2 separate regions of the Gossypium arboreum genome follow, and region 2 is linked to region 1. A link is a contact called in public Hi-C data. All regions are on one chromosome and are shown on one strand. The core of a region is the stretch at or near the end of the contact, and the rest is flanking DNA. Distances in the headings are between cores, read along the strand shown. Region 1 holds the start of LOC108464043 (transcription factor SRM1-like). Region 2 holds the start of LOC108462953.

Evidence for each region. Hi-C and Micro-C count contacts between places; a contact is called where the count stands out from the background.
Region 2: a Hi-C map of leaf shows a contact between it and region 1, with 1.8 times the contacts expected there. The contact joins the promoter of LOC108462953 here to the promoter of LOC108464043 in region 1. A contact is called at or near these places in 2 of 5 Hi-C or Micro-C datasets (both in leaf).

What each region holds. Positions count from the first base shown.
Region 1 is chr13:10,480,912-10,484,478 of ASM2569848v2, forward strand. It overlaps LOC108464043 (transcription factor SRM1-like), which reads left to right and starts at 1,580. Exons shown (of 3, transcript XM_053024138.1): 1 at 1,580-1,789; 2 at 3,554-3,567. It also overlaps the pseudogene LOC108461999.
Region 2 is chr13:10,706,997-10,710,563 of ASM2569848v2, forward strand. It overlaps LOC108462953, which reads right to left and starts at 1,640. Exons shown (of 3, transcript XM_017762871.2): 1 at 1,311-1,640; 2 at 1-17. The coding sequence starts at 1,422. It overlaps LOC108464525 (E3 ubiquitin-protein ligase RING1-like), which reads right to left. Exons shown (of 3, transcript XR_008277457.1): 3 at 2,935-3,325.

The DNA.
Region 1 (3,567 bases), core at 330-2,829:
TTCTCGGCAATTGCTTTCTTGTCATCACCAATCTTAAACTCACCCAAGTACCTATGGTAATCTCTCTTCATTTTCATAAAACAACCTTGGTATCCCTGTTTCTAGTAGTTGGAACAAGGTTCTTATCAAGGAGCTTCAAAATTCCAGTGCATACTTCTGACAACTCGGCCTCGATCTTGAATATGTACTGGAGGATCACAACATCGTGGTTGGCATTGCCATGACCTTCCTCTTTCTGCTCGATGGAGGAGACGATCTTCCATGAAGCGCGACGGACGCACGGTGACGTTCTTGTATGCGACAGAGAGGAGGTTGTGTTCCTTGATAGAGAGTTCGTCGGGGTGGGGGATGGCAGAGGCGGCATTCTCTATGAACTTGACCATCTCCTCATAGCGCTCGACTTGCTCAGTGAGTTTGGCCATGTAGACGTCTTCGCCGCGTGGAGAAGGGGTGCCATGGTTATGAGTGGTGATTTGAGGGACTAACTTTGTTATTAAACCAATGAAAGAGTGCCTCCGTTGGAATTTAACCTCCGGGGTGAAAAAATTAATTTTCAAAATGTTACTAATTAAATAAATTTTTTGTAATTAAGTGATAAAAATAAAATTATTTATAATTGGATGATTATTAATGTAATTTACTTAATCAATTATTACTTCTAATGAAAAGAAAACTAGAATTTTGAAATATTTTAAAGAAAAAAGTTAAGCAAGGACATCAACCTTATGATTAGGGGTGAATTTAGGAGTTGGCACAAGTCTCCATTTCTCTAAAATAATTTTTTTATTTTAATTCTTTAAAATTTTAAATTAAAAAATTATACTTTAATTTTATAAAAATAATAAAATTTTAATTAAATTTTTAAAATTATATTTTAATATCATAAAAATTAAAATTTATTTTCGCCCTAAAATAATTTTTACTTGTCCAACTTACTAATTAAATTGTGTGTGAAAGAGTGGAAAGTGGAAACACAATAAATTGCAATAATTAAAACCATGGGCCAGGGAGCATGTGGTTTGCTAGAATCGTGAATTTTGACTTATTGCCTACGTGGCAAAAAATGGTTGGTTTGTTCTTTCATTATTACATGACAGCTTGCACATTGTATCTAGACAGTCACACTTCTAGTTTATCCCTAAATGTAATAAAAAGGCATAAACCGAAAACATCTGTTTACAATGTTGGATTCCCAAATTAAGCATCCCAAAAGGTCCACTTTACTCGGTCTTTGCCTTTTGCTTCATAAAAGGGTAATATTAAATTAAAAAAGCGTCAAATTGTAATTTTGATCCCTTTATTATACTTAAAATTGATATACTTTAATTTCACGATTTTCTACTTTTACAATTGCAACTTGATTTTATGTTGAATAGGTGTTAAAATTTTTGAACTTTTTGTTCTAAAATAAATGAAAATTTTATTATTTTTCGTTTTTGTTTAGTAATTCAATATATAAATTTTTCTTTTTATCTTTTCTTATCAAATTAAAATTTAGAGACTAAATATCAAATTTAATATTGTAGAAGGACCAAAACCATAATTTAACAAAATAAAATACCCCATTTTAAAAATATATATTTTAGATTAAAAGCTATAAAATAAGGCGAGAAACCCAGATAAAAGAAAAAAAGAGAAAAGACAAGACCAAAAGAGTAACCTTGTTGATAAAATTAAATATTGAAACTTTGTTTTGCTTTTTTTTTTCCTTCCTTAATTTCTTATTCTATCTATCCAACAAGAAGCACCGAGAAAAAGAAAAAAAAGAAAAAGAAAAAGTAAGAGAAAGGTAATGATTTTATAGTCAATGATTATGGATGCTTATAGTATTAGTATGACATCTCTCTACTGATATCTAAATTTGTTAATTTTTTTGGGATTTTTTCCTCTGAAAAAGTGGGGTTTTTTTAATATAAAATATATTTAGTTTCTCTTTGTTATGATATTGGCAGAAATTAATGGCAGATTAGAGTGTAATGTGTATGTTGAGCAACTTGGGATGAAGGGTGTAAGGCTTTTCAATCCCAGCTGTAACAATTTGTAGCAAAGTTATTGCAGGAAGTGATGGGACAATTGACCCATCCTGCAACTTCCTTTGTAGATACTTTCAGGATAACCCATCAACATCATCTATAATTTGTATGTACTAAGCCCTTCGTAAATTTGTCAAATAATTGGTTCTTTTTTTGAGATTTCTTTTTTGGGTATATTTTTTTTCCTTTTTTTGAATTTTATGCTTGTTTGTTGTTAAAATTTTACATGTACTTTAAATAATATAAACTTATTGCAGAAATATTTACACATTTTGGAAAAAAAAAAAAAAAGAAAAAGAAAAATTGGAAAGGTTGATAGTGGATGGAGTAGGATTTGGCTCCATCAAAGGTTAGATTTTTATTTGTTTGGTTGGTTCAAGTGTCAGAATCTTGATATTAGTTGTAGCTTGTCTTTCAATTTTATGGTGATTTCTACAGTGAAACAGCAAGGAATATGAGGTTAGCTTTTTTCTGCTTTAGTCCTGGAATTACTGTGTAGGAATCTTCAATGAGAAAATTAAATTATATATATATTTCTGAAGGAACCCTTGAATTGGGTTTTACTTCTTTTGGCATCGTTGAAAGTTTTTTTTTTTTAAGGAAGTTTGTTTCCTATTTTTGTTATTACCCGAAAATTCTTTTGATTATTGCTTAAAGTTTGATGATTTTTTTTTAGAAGAAAATATAAAACCGTGAAATGAAACTTAAAGTATCCTCATAAATGCAAAATGTACTTTTGGGTGCTTTAATTGATTTTTATTTTCTTGTTTCTTATATAAACTTGAAAGGGAGATCTTTTGAATTCTTTGCTAAGTGCTGTTGATTCTTCTAAGCATGTAATTAGCAAAAGAAAACAAAGAATGAGGAGCTGAAGAATTTGCTGCTATACATATATATATATATTAAGCAGTAGCAGGATAATTTTATGTGGACTCTGGGTTAAACTATATCAAGTAGCCTTTTGGATTTATTGAGTTTTTGTTGGATTTGAAAATAGCAACTTGAATTCTGAATAGCTTTCTGGGTTTTCTTCCTTGTTTGGTTGCATTGTCTCTTTAATATATATATTTCAGAGTCAGAAACCCTAACTACCTTACCATCAAGTTCACTATTCACTAATCTCTAATTTTTAATGTTTTAAATGCCATTTATTATCTTTGATTTTATGGTTTTTTTCTTTGTTGTCTTTTCATTCATCAATAGCTCAACAATTCACAAAAGTCCAGGTTTTGAATGCTGGAGCAAACCAGTATTGAATTCTTCACATACTCCATGGGGGCTTTCTGAATTTTATTGGAATTGATCTATGGTTAAGCTCCCTTGGCATTTTTTGATCTATTTTTGCTTGTTTTGCATACTCTTTTTTGTTTGATATCTCTTCTTCCCCGTAATTTAAGCATTCCATTGTACCTGTTGTCAGTGAAATCCACTACTGAAATAATCTGAGAACTATTCTCGGAAATCCATGATTTTGGATATGCATTACTAGCTTTCCTAATTTGACCGTTTAGTGAATTCAGTTCATTTTTCCTGC
Region 2 (3,567 bases), core at 390-2,889, 230 kb after region 1:
CTCATCATCGTCAGAAACTGAAAATGCACACAGCACAATCAACAATTCCGATTAGATTTTATGGAAGGACCAGATATTAATATGCAGATGGACAGTTCCACAACAACTCATATTCATCATGTATGCTATAAAAGAAAATTTATTTGTTCTTTCTTCAATAACAAAACTGAAAGAATAGCTGCTTCATATTATTGCCACTTCTTACAAAACCAAATATATTAATGAATTTAGGTAAAAACACCTCTCCTACCCTTTTCAATTTTAATATTAAGCAAATTGGCCCCTCTCAAAAAATCGAAGCAATCCAGTCCTTGTAATTTCGAAAGTGAGCAACCAAGGAAAATTAATCACGACATTAATGTTTTTCATCAATTATATATAATTTTAATTGGTATAATAACAAATAAGCCCTCAATATTTACATATTTTGTCAATTTGGTCTAGATTCTAAAAAGCTTTATCTGAAAAAAGTATAAAAATTAAAAAGAATATATAAAACTTTAGCTTCAAAAATATATAAAAGAGACAGGATATGTAAACTTTGAAGGCTAAATTTGTTGCTATACCAATCAAAATTATCTAAAATAGACAGAAAAACATTAACATTAAGTGATTTTTTTGAGAGGAACCAATTTACCCAATATCGAAATTGAGAGGGATTGGAGAGGTGTTTTTACCTAGAATGTATAATTGGCTAAATACTTCACAGGCCATTGTACTATAGATTGAAAACTAAATTACTCTATATCCTATAAAAAGGCAAATATTGAACCTGACTAAATCTAGAGTCAAGTTGGGTTGAGCTCCTAAACGAAAGACAAAACGCTACCAGCATTATTTCCTCCTTTCACAAGATTCAAACTAGAGACTTCTTGATTACGGGTACCAAGTACTCGGATCCAACAAACGTTGGTTGGTACCCTTAAATGTTAAACAATACCAACTTGTCATGTTTCAAGATAGCATGGAAAAGACTAATGCTTGGCAAGGTCTCTAGTTTGAATCATGTAAAGGGAAAACAGCATTGGAAGAATTTGCCCCTGAAATAGCATCCCGCATAGCTCGAATTCGAATTTAGTCGAGATCCTTGAAGCCAAAGAGAAAAATAGCATGGAAACGGGGGATAACCAAAATCAATATTTCTAAATACTGGAATTTAACTAATATATATAATTAGCCAACAAATCGCAACCAAACTACGAGAAATTCACTAAGAGGGCTAAATTCTCTACTGGAGTTTCAATTATATATGGTAGAGAAGCCAGTGAAGATTAAAGGAGAATAAAAGGACTAAGAGAAGAAAAAACTACTGGTTTGCTGGGAATTGGTGGGGGAATCCATTTTTGATGTTGTGGTGTCTTCTTCCATCTCCGATACTTGATTGCTACTGCAAGTGGTGGTTTTTGTCTTCTCCGTTTCCATTATTTCGTGGGTGCCCGCACTTTTTTGTTTTGCCGGAAACTGAAAAAAATTAAAAAAAAGAACCGCTTACACCGCCAAGCTCACAACGAACGACGCCAGTACTGAGGGTTTAATCTGTTGCTTAACGAGCTTGACTTGGACGGCCCATTTTTCACTTATGAATGGGCCAACACCATTGAGTCCATGCCTGTACAAAATGATTCAGTCATTCTAATCAAAATAAGGAGAGATCATAATCTCTCCTTACCACATCATTTATAGTCCCTATTAATTAAAAATAACATCATCTTTTTTTTACATCACATATATAGTTAGTAAGAAGAGATAACGTGAAAAAAAGATAAAATATTTATTTTTAATTGGTTGAGATCATAAATAATATGTTAAGAACCCTTAAAATAATTTTTCGTAAATAATTCACTTTACATTATATATATATATTTTAGCTGAGACCCTTCAATGATTCGATAATCGTATTTAACTTCGATTAAATTTAAAATTGAGCTAAATTAAATCTCTAAATAAACAAAAAAAAAAAAAAACTTACTTAAAGAATTATCCAATTCCTTATCATTTAACTTAATGCCAACCTAATATTTCCATCGTTGATCAGTCAAAATACCAATGAGTTGTTTTGAAGTTAAGGTCACGAAGGCTTTAATATTTCAAATTTAAGTCTTAGTAAATTATGTATATATTCTTTTTAGATTTATTTTAATTTAACTCACACAGACTCTATCTAAATTTATATAATATATCCTAGTTACTTAGAATTTCTCCATTCACATACATCAAAATATAATTAAACTTTGTAATAATTAATTTTAATTTTAGTGATTCAAATTGTATTTATAAATTTTTTCCAAAAATAAATACATTAGTTACATAAAAATCAGACTGAAGATATAATAGTAATACAAATAAAGAATTTCAATTTTCCAAGAAATAGTTTTTAGTACTTTTAATTTCAAAAGTAGTTAACAAAAGTATAAAAGACCATCTTACCTCGAAATTTTTAATATACAAGAAATTTATCTTAAAATATAATTATTTCGTCCCATAAATACAATTGGAAGTATTGACTAAAACTTGGATTGCATATGGAGTTTGCTCATATTTAAGCTTCGACGATGGCCAAGTTTAGTCAAACTATAATAATTAAATTATTGGAAATGCTCAATATAAATATACATGTTATAAACATAAACTAAGAAAATCAGATTTATATCATATTGATAAAAATATATCCCTTCAACATTAAATTTTCCTTTTACATCAAACAAATACTTGGTTACAAAATGTGTAAAATTAATTTACTTTTACACATTAGATAAAGAAAACTATTTGGCATATTATCACACAAGCAAGATTGACAGGGTGTCATGTAGGTATAGGATATAGTACAAAAACATTAAGAAAATGAGATAATGACAATTTAAAAAAAAAAAATTACTTGAAACTTTGTATCAATCAAATATCTCTATGTCTCAAACATATCAATAAAAATATTACTTTTAAAATATATATTTAATGATTGAAAATTATTATTCTCTACATTGAAACATATGCTACATGCATGTTGTCTTTCTACATTACTTTGGAACCTTTTGTTCATTTTCACACTCTAGTAGTTTGCAAATTTGAGCAAAAGGACCAAAGAATCTATACAACAAACAATGTATGGAAGTCTAATTGAATCCCACATGCAACAAACAAAGCGAATTCAGATATACATATAATACCAGCAAATGGCAAAAACTAATATTTTCTTAAAATGTAACCACTCTAATCTTAGTTCTCCATGTTTAATTTAAAACATACCCCGCTTTCCAGACATCCAAAGAGGTCGATCTATTACCACGTCTCATGATAGAAATGCCTGATATTTTGCAGCACTTCAAGGCTGCCAAAAATCAAATCCAAGTTAGGGTATATTCAAATTGACCATGAAAATGCATATAAAAGTAAATTTGAATGCAACTACTACTACTACACCATGCAAACATAGGTTCTATAGGGGAGGAGGGAAGCTCTGATTTGTGTATATCACAATTTTACTTGATGAATCAAGAAACAATAGGTTCTGTAAGTACAATGTTATTTCCAACTCCAACGCTTAAATAACAAAACCACACTTCTATATCA